Regions from separate parts of the Gossypium hirsutum genome. Here region 2 is linked to region 1. A link is a contact called in public Hi-C data. All regions are on one chromosome and are shown on one strand. Each heading gives the region's core, a stretch centred on a gene start, on an enhancer-like site or on the middle of the called end of the contact. The rest is flanking DNA. Distances are from core to core; before and after follow the strand shown.

Region 1 (4,600 bases), core at 883-3,382:
AGCTTTTTAGAGTTTCTCCTTGCAGGGTTTCCCTTATAGCCATAAGAGCATCTTTGACCAGATCATCCCGAGAGGAATCTGCGAAGTTCTCAAACCTCCGCTCCAAGTACGTCTTTGCAGCTTGTGAGCGTGACCCAATGGCAAAAGCCTGGTACTCAAAGTAATTTCCACTCGGACAGTTGTAGTAGAGATGAGCCCCAGATTCATCCAAGCCAGCCACCAACAGGCCAACCCCATAAGGTCGTTTCCAAGAGCGTTGGGTGCAGACCTGCAACCAAACACAAGCATGTCCCCCATTTCAATTGCACAAACAAATAACACTAATATGTTATTAGGTTTGGTGTTCCGCAAGAAATTGCCATCTTTTGCATCAACTATGTTTCATTTAATGGGGTTAAAAGTAAACACCCCAAAACAAAATTATCAAAAGAAAAAGTGAACTCACTACATTAATAAGAGAATAACTATCAAAAATCATGTTAGATTCCAAGATTATTACAAACAATGTCAGAGCTCCAAATATGCAATTGAATTAAGATACAGTTGAGAAATATACAAAATTTAGCAGTGAATTGAATGGGTAAGCACAGAATAACACTAAGGAGACGAAGCAAAAGATAAACATCAGAGGGCTTCCACAGTTTTTATGTTAATCAAAGAGCCATATGAAAACATAGATCATCTATCACAATTTACGGTCACTCACCATAACCAACCTCAAAGACTTATCATTCAGCCTCACTTCTTGCATCAACAAATGAACAGATCAAGTAATCATGAAAAAGTTAGAAAACTGCTACTCAATCACTTAACACCAGAACAGCAAAAACCGAGCACACAAAGGCATGCCAAGCTCTCCGAGTTGTATGCAAAGAAACCATTAAGCCCATTCAAACGACAATTGAGCTTCAATCCTATTATACTCTCATCCTTCAATTAACAGAAGCCTAACAAGGTAATAAGACAATAACTGGAATACACTCACCTCCCACAATCTTTTCAAATCAGCCTTTCTATGGAATAGTCTATTGCCTGCTTTATGCCCTGAAGTTTTTGGTCAGAAACAAATCGCAAATACAATATCATTACCAGACCAAGTCACTTGATGCCAATTACAGTCAAACCCTCATCCATAACTTGCAAGTAAAGCTAACTCACCAATTGAATACATAATCAGTAGGAAAGAGATCCCCTCAGTTATACTTCTGTCAGTTTGTATTATACTAATCCGCATTATCCGTTTCATTTTCCTCTATTCCAGATAGAACTTCGGCTATTAATTCAATCATTGATCAGTTCAGCAGTAACGCAAATGGGCAGTTCTATTTCTACATTACTTGATCCATTAATGTTTCCTACACGGAAGCCGCGCTTAACTGTGAGTCAATAACCATTTTATGATTAATTTTGCACTTCTATTTACTTAAATGCTTCAGTAGAAACCCACTAATTAGGGTTTCAACTTTCAATTTCTCAAAGAAAACCCAAATATCAACATTACCCATCAGTTTAACTACACTCAAAATAAAGGTCATTTCCCTTTTCCTTAAAGAAAAAAGTTCAAAGATTTAGGATTTCAAGAAATGAAAGACCTGCGCTTTATCGGCAAGTTGGACGACAAGTCTGCCAACAGGAAGTGGCGATTCATACGTGAAGTTGTAGTTAATACACTCATTTCTCATATACCGAGAAAGGACGCGGCCGTCAGCGGTGAGACCGGCGATGGCAACGCCGATGTGGTCGTCGACTTTGAAAATCTTTTTCTGGTGAGAAGACAACTCGGAGTTAGCCTTGTTGACGCAACCTAAAACTACATGGGTCTTAGATCGAAGCCCGATCGCGGCTGAACCTTGCTTCACAGCTTCCATCGCGTATTCCACTTGGAACAACCGCCCCGCAGGACTCCATGTGGTAACGTCTGTATCGTACTGGTTCCTGAACATTTTCCTCTACGCCACCGTCTTAATTGCTAGCTTTCTTCTTCGATTGAAAGAAACTGACTTCAACACACTCTCTCTGGTTATTTTAAGAGGGTTTTTCTTCTTCTTCAAGACAGATTGAGAGAAAAACGAAAGCCCTTCTAATGGCTTTGGTTCAATGCTAATAATATTGGGGTCATTCGACAAGAAAATGGGCCAATAGGCCTAATGAAGCTGTAATATAGGATAGCGTTTAGAGGTTTCATGGGCCGCCCAGCACAGTCTGTGTTTGCCCGGGTTTGGATTTAGTTTCCTTGGGCCAATCCGGCCTATTTTATTGTTTAAAAATATATAAATAATTTTATTTGAATATTTATATAATTTTGTAATTAAATATAATTAAAAAATATTTTTATTACTTTTTACTTAGTAAAATGGAGAATTTAGATAGGGAAAGTTGGATTTGAGTCTAAAATTATTTTTTGGGAATCAGGCCTGATTTATTCCATAAACATCTTTAATACAATTTAAATAGGATATTTTTAATCAAATTTCTTTTAATCTAGTGAAAACATCATTATTTAAAATTAAAAAATGAGATGTGTTGGATAAGGTTTGGTTTTGATTGAATCATTTTTAATTTAATAAAAATATATGATTGTTTCGGATTCAGATTTGAAAATTAAAGTCTAGTTTTTTACATGTAAAAAGTTTTACAGAAAATATTTTTTATATTTTCTTTTGTTTGTTTAATATAAAACAATTTGGTCAACGGAAAATGTCTTACCCTTTTGAAAAGCGTAAGTCATTTTTCGAAAAAGAGCTCTTCTATACGTAATTCTATTTTTATATAAAAATTAACTTAAATCAAGCTTAATATTATTATATTGATAACAAATTTTATTTTTATTTTTAAAAATATTTAAAATTATTAAAAGATTAATATAAAATATTATATTTTTAATATTATTAAACATACATATTTAATTATTTATATTTAATAATATAATAAATTAATTAATATAATTTATTATTTTAATAAATTATTTAATATTTCAATTTTATTTTAATAATAAATTTTAAAAATAATAAATTTAAATAATATTCTTCACATAATATTGAAAATATTCAATATTAATATTTTAATAATAATTATTTATTACAATTATAAATATATTAATAATAAATATTTTGTTGTATAAAGGTTAAATATGTCATGAGTCTATGTACTCTTCACAATTGTTCAATTTAGTCCTTCTACTTTTCATATTTGAAAATCAAGTCCAATTATTGACATTGTTAAATTTTTTTGTCAATGTTGTTGATGTCACATTTTTAAATAAAAAATACGCGCTTGGTTGTTATGTAACTAAAAAATGACCTGAATCTAACAAAATAATTTTAATATATGACAAAAAATGTAAAATATAAATTTATAGATAAAAAAATAAACTCAATTAAACAATGAAAAAATAAGAAAATATCAAATGTATATTTGTTTCATTGAAAATAGTTTTTATGAAATATTTTTAAGAAATCTGTCAAACAACAAAAAATATATTTTATATAAATTCATCCAAACACCAAAAAACTATTAACTTTTTTAGAAAAGTAAGTTATTTTCCAGTAATTATTTTCCGAAAGTTATTTTTAATGAAAGAAACAAACCCTTAAGTGGGTTGGATGAGATTTAAGGTTGGAGACTTTTCATCAAGTCATCTGAAAATTAAGTGTGTTGGATAATATTTGAGTTGGACGCTTATGCTCTTGTTTGAATATTTTAAATTATGATTTGGGGTTTAATTTTGAGTTACAACAATATGAAAAATTTGGATTTGAATACGTTTAGGCGTGTGATATCTTTCCTGTTTAATTTATCGTTACATCATTTAACGACATTTAATGGCTCAATGACAAACATGTTATAATCGATAATGCTAATAATCATTTCGTAACAAATTAAAATTCGATAATTAAAACATAAGTGATAATTTCTGTAATTTAGTCATAGAAAAATGGATGGTAGTCCTGGGTAGTTTGGTAAATTTCTTTTGCCTAGGGTGATATTTAAAAAATAAAAAAGAAAAAGAAAAAAACGAAAGCTTGTTTGAAAAAACCGGGTAAAGTTAAAAAGGGTGGAAGTCTTTATTGATGAACTCATAAATGTGAAAGCATCGTTTCAATGGGGAAATGTGGACCTCATGGTTTCTTCCCGGCATTTGAATCTCTTGACTCAGGTCACAATCTGCATACGTACATTTACTAGGTCTTAGGTTCTTCAATTATGAAAATCATCCTAATTTAATTATTTTACATTTTGTTTTCTTTTCATATTTGGGTGCGTTTGGTTTTTGCTTATGATTTCAATGAGATGTAATTAAAAGAAAAATTAATTTTCGGCGATTGGTATACATTGAAAAGTATTAATTTAAGTCCTGAAAATGTTATACTAATACGTTCGGTTCACTTTGTATTAAAAAAAATCACATTTGATTTATTCAAAACTTTCTTAAAAATCTGATGATAATTTATGAAATTATCTTTATTAATTAAAAGATAATATTAATATATTTTAATGTTTTCAATAGTTGTTATTATTAATAAATATTTACTTAAATATGTATTTATAATTGACTAAGAATCTGCCCTTACTTTCAGTAATACCTCAATAAAATTGTACT
Region 2 (4,600 bases), core at 1,339-3,838, 680 kb before region 1:
AATCCGGTAAAGTGCCCAAGACTGCAGCAATATGAGGCATCCACCTATGTCTACGGCATCAGGCTTTGTCGTCTGACAAAGCTCAGGATACAATATAGCCAAAACTGTGGAACCCTAACTATATGAGCGAACATTCTGCAAATCAGTTAATAGGGGTAAATATATCAAATTAACCCTGTTATTGTTCGCATCCGACATCAATACACCCCTTATAACATGCATAATGTACGCTTAAGCTGCACATATCACCTCTTGCTTAGTGGCATTAATTGATAAATGTTCAAAATTGGCTTTCATCCATGAAAATCTCAAACCCGTAAATTTGGACTCTGCATCATTGGGCGAGACTCCTAGTACGCTATAACAAAAGGCGGCCGGCTAAGATATCGTACTTACGCCCGTTATGGCACTCCTATTGATTGGGAGCCTAAGTTGCAGTGCAACATCCTCTAGAGTGACAATGCATTCCCCACATGAAAAATAAAAAGTGTGGGTTTCCAGGCCCCAATGCTTGACTAATGCAGATAGTAAATCGTACTGCAAATCAAACGTCCGGATCAATGTTGCTGACCCGAATCTGGCTAACTCCAAGTATGGCATCAGTTGTTCATCCGGGGGATATCCTAAACCATTCACCCGACCCCTCAATGTGCGGTACGGGCCCTAACACTATTAAATTACAGAAAATAGTAATTACAACATAACTTATTTCTGTAAATGACGTGGAACTTTTTTTAAGGGAACCTGTGAATAAAAAATAACAATATATTACTATATTATTAACAGTGTTTGATATGTGATCATTGTTCTTAATCAATGAACCCATTTCAATACTTGCAATTTCAAAAAAAAATTTGATCATTAATTTCTAAGTTTGATGCATTTTAAATATTTATCAAAATACCTAAATATTGCTTTTAATTACAGAAATACCAAACAGTTTTGTCCACATCATATTTTTTTGCTATACTACATTAACAAAATAAATATATCTTATAAATTTCAACTCAAATTCCAACTCAATGGTCCCATTCACAAATTCCAACTCAATGGTCTAAACTTTTACCTACATAAAAAACAAAAAATATATATTAAAATAATAAAAATAACACGCCAATCAAAAAAATATAACAGAAATATAACATAAATTATCTCAACATAATAAATATGAATATTCTTGTTATTATTTTAAAATGATAATAAGTAGAATATATTGGTTTAAAAGATAATAACATGCCAACTTAATTGTTGTCAAAAAATATAAATTTTTTCATTCAAGGATTCAAAAGAAATTTCAAAAATTTAAAACACATAAACTCTTATTCCCAATTATAAAATCTAAAAAAGTTAGAACACGTAAACTCTTATTCTTAATTTATTTCATCAATTCCAACTCAATGGTTTCGTTCACAAATTCCAAATAAATTACATAAAAAAATAAATCTAATAAACCTAAAACACACATGACAAATAACTTACATAAAAAATAAATTTAATAAACCTAAAACACACAAGACAAATAAATTTCATAAAAAAATAAAACATTCTTTCCACATAACATAAATAGGCTTTTTTACTTGAAACAAACATTAAAACAAGCTTATGAATGAAAATATAAAATAAATACCAACATACCTTAATAGTTCTTTTTAACCAAATAATACCTTACAACAATAAAATTAAAAATTAATTTCAAAATAAATAAAAAAAAGAAAAAAACATTTATTTATAACAAAAAATTAGTAAATAGAAAAAATATCTTTTATGATTCTTTTCAACACCAAATCCTTCTAACTGCAAATACAACCTCTTGATTAATTTTTTTTCAAACCCTAAACCTAACCCTAATTTTTTCTCAAATCCCAAACACAACTTCTTCTCTTTCCCTTTCTCCTTTCCTTTTCTATTTTTTCCCTTCCCTTCTCTTCTCTTTATTCAGCTTCTATTTTCTTCTCTCTTTTTTCCCTTCCTTCCCTTCCCGCTCTCTTTTTCTTCTTCTTCTAAATTTCTTTTTCCTTTCATCCGGCCAAAATGGGGACATTGGGGACCTTATAATGGCCCCCAAAACAGATTTCACGGGCATAGTCCTGTCCCATCACTGCCACTGTTGCAGGGGTCAAGAGTGTGCTTATGAGGTTGGCTTCACCACCCTAGTGTTGCCTATTAGTTTGGCATGATCGGGGGGTGTGCCGCCTACCTATTAGGCATCACTAGTGGTCCTGTCACCTTAATGTCAGCAGGTCGACAGAGGGTTGGGTTTTGGTCATATGTAAATGACCCGTATTTCTTTAGTGTTGCCTATTTAGATGGCATTTTCAATTTTTTAATATATATATTTTAGTCTACTCTTTTAGATTTTAGGGTGGTGCCGCTTATGCACCAACTTCCACTTACATTCATGTACCATTTCGGTACATAATCTACCAAACATACTATTTAGGTTTTTTTTTTCACAATATTCAGATAAAAAAGCCTAGATGTGAGAAAGGAACAGAAATTTAAAAATTATTTTAAATTAATAAAAGTTATTTAAAAAATTAATAAAAATATTACAAATATAATATTCTTGGTAAAATGGAAATGGGTTCTTTCACATTTGTTTTTGATCAACAAGAATTTTCTTATAATAACAGCTTCGATTCCTTTGAGGAAATGGAAAATGGGTTCAATGGGAACAACAAGAAAATGGGTAGAAAAGTTAGTGATGAATCTTTGGCCAATGAAGAAAACAACGGGTTTAAAGACTTATTTAGACGAGGGAGCAAAGCAAGAAGAACAACATCATCTATGGCTGACTGGCTTTGAATTTTGTTTGAAGCTGAAGCAAAAATTGAAGAAATTACTGGTTTGAAACGGAAGAAGAGTTGGGTAATTCCAGAAAGAAGCGAGCTCGTAAATCAGGCTCCGTCGCCGGTAGTTCTTCGACGCTTTCAGCTAGTTCCGACAATGCCGGTGGTGGTTCAAACGCGCGTTTCGAATATGTAAACACACATTCGATATGATTTGCGAGGAGCTTGAACCGGCGGGGAATTTAATGGTAGAACCGAATTGGAGATCCATTTTTAGAGCTTGGGAGACAGTTGATTCATGGCGAGGAAGCCAAGGATGGTGGTTAGCCTTAGCCACATCGGGATGATGTTTAAAAGGTATTTAACGAACTTGTTGGATAGTGGCATGGTGCATAGTGCAGAGCATTTACTGCTTTGTTCAAGATACTGGTGAAAGATAACCATTTAGTTTCATCACACACATATATTTTTATGAAAGAAATAAAAACTATTAATAATGTTAAATATATTTTATTAATTTTAATTTTAAATATATTTTATTAATTTTTGAAGTTTTTTCATTTTCAGTAAAGGGGTTTTTTGTGTTTTGACGGGTAAGCTTTTTCTTTTGAAAGATTTACCCAATGGGCTTGGTTCAAAACTTCAATTTCTAACCTAAGAAAAAAACCCAAGAAGCTGAAATAGTGTGCTGCCCCTTTGCTACCACTTCGCCTCCGCTACTCTGCCATCCAACTGGTACATGAAGCAACCTTTTTTCCAGTGCTCAACCATTGTTAGCTAAAGCTGCTAAAGGTCAGTTTGGTTTTAGTAATTTTCTCTTGTACTTTGAGTAAGTTAGACATTGTTGAATGGATGGAAATTGTGGGTGTGTTCAAAATATATCTCTTGTATTTCATGATCCTTTTTTGGGCTTTTCTTTTATTTGATTCGGTCCCCATCTATAATTTTCTTATTAATTTGCTGTACAAATTGCACAATCATAAACCAATATCAGTGTATTCAATCATTTAAGGATCTATGTGGTTCAGTATTGTCTGAGCTTACTAAACTTTGCCTTTTTAATTTCAACTTTTGCTTGGATTATATGTTGTTAGAGCAAGCTGGCTTTCCTGAATGATTTATAGGAGTTTATAAAATTTGTTTGATAATTACTTCATACCAAGAGAAGAAAAGGAAAAAAAAAAAAACCTAGAAAAAGATCCGCAATTGATGAATTAGACGATCGATCCAATCGTATCACATTAGGAGACAGGTACAACCCTTTATATCTATTGTGAAAGCCCTCGAATTTCCCCCAGTCATTTCGCTTTGATCGATTTATGGTTTTTATGTTCTTAAGTAGCTCGGGAATTTGATTTCTTTGTACTACTTAATATTTGATGAAAATCATGTTATTTGATTTCTCTTCAAGGTGTCTTTGATTACGGATATTAGATATGTTTAACATTGCAACGACCTTCTGCAAAAGGATAAGCGTGAAGGAGCTAGTTACCAGCGCTCCTGTGTTTGGCACAATCACGGGTATGCTTCGTTGAAATGAGCTGTTTTGATTGCTTTTAATATTTATTAAATTCTTTGAGCTAATTTCATGGAACTTATCCTCATTTATTTGTGGCTTAGATGGATCTTCTTCTGGCTTAAGTTTGATGCTTAGGCGGTGGGCTAGTAAAAAAACTGCTGGATCAACTAAGAATGGAAGAGATTCAAAACCCAAGAATCTTGGGGTGAAGAAGTTTGGTGGCGAGGTCAGTGGATGATCCAAATTCAAATGCGTCCATTTAGTAATAATAGATATGATATGAAGATTTTGC

The links. A called contact is a pair of places that touch in the nucleus more often than the background predicts.
Region 2: a Hi-C map of leaf shows a contact between it and region 1, with 2.5 times the contacts expected there. The contact joins the promoter of LOC107917907 here to the promoter of LOC107918016 in region 1. A contact is called at or near these places in 2 of 34 Hi-C or Micro-C datasets (both in leaf).

What each region holds. Positions count from the first base shown.
Region 1 is chrA01:24,589,152-24,593,751 of Gossypium_hirsutum_v2.1, reverse strand. LOC107918016 (proteasome subunit alpha type-1-B) reads right to left here and starts at 2,132. Exons shown (of 2, transcript XM_016847505.2): 1 at 1,593-2,132; 2 at 1-268. The coding sequence starts at 1,943.
Region 2 is chrA01:25,269,993-25,274,592 of Gossypium_hirsutum_v2.1, reverse strand. It overlaps LOC107917907 (50S ribosomal protein L27), which reads left to right and starts at 2,588. Exons shown (of 5, transcript XM_016847317.2): 1 at 2,588-3,146; 2 at 3,357-3,581; 3 at 4,201-4,310; 4 at 4,410-4,534. The coding sequence starts at 4,226.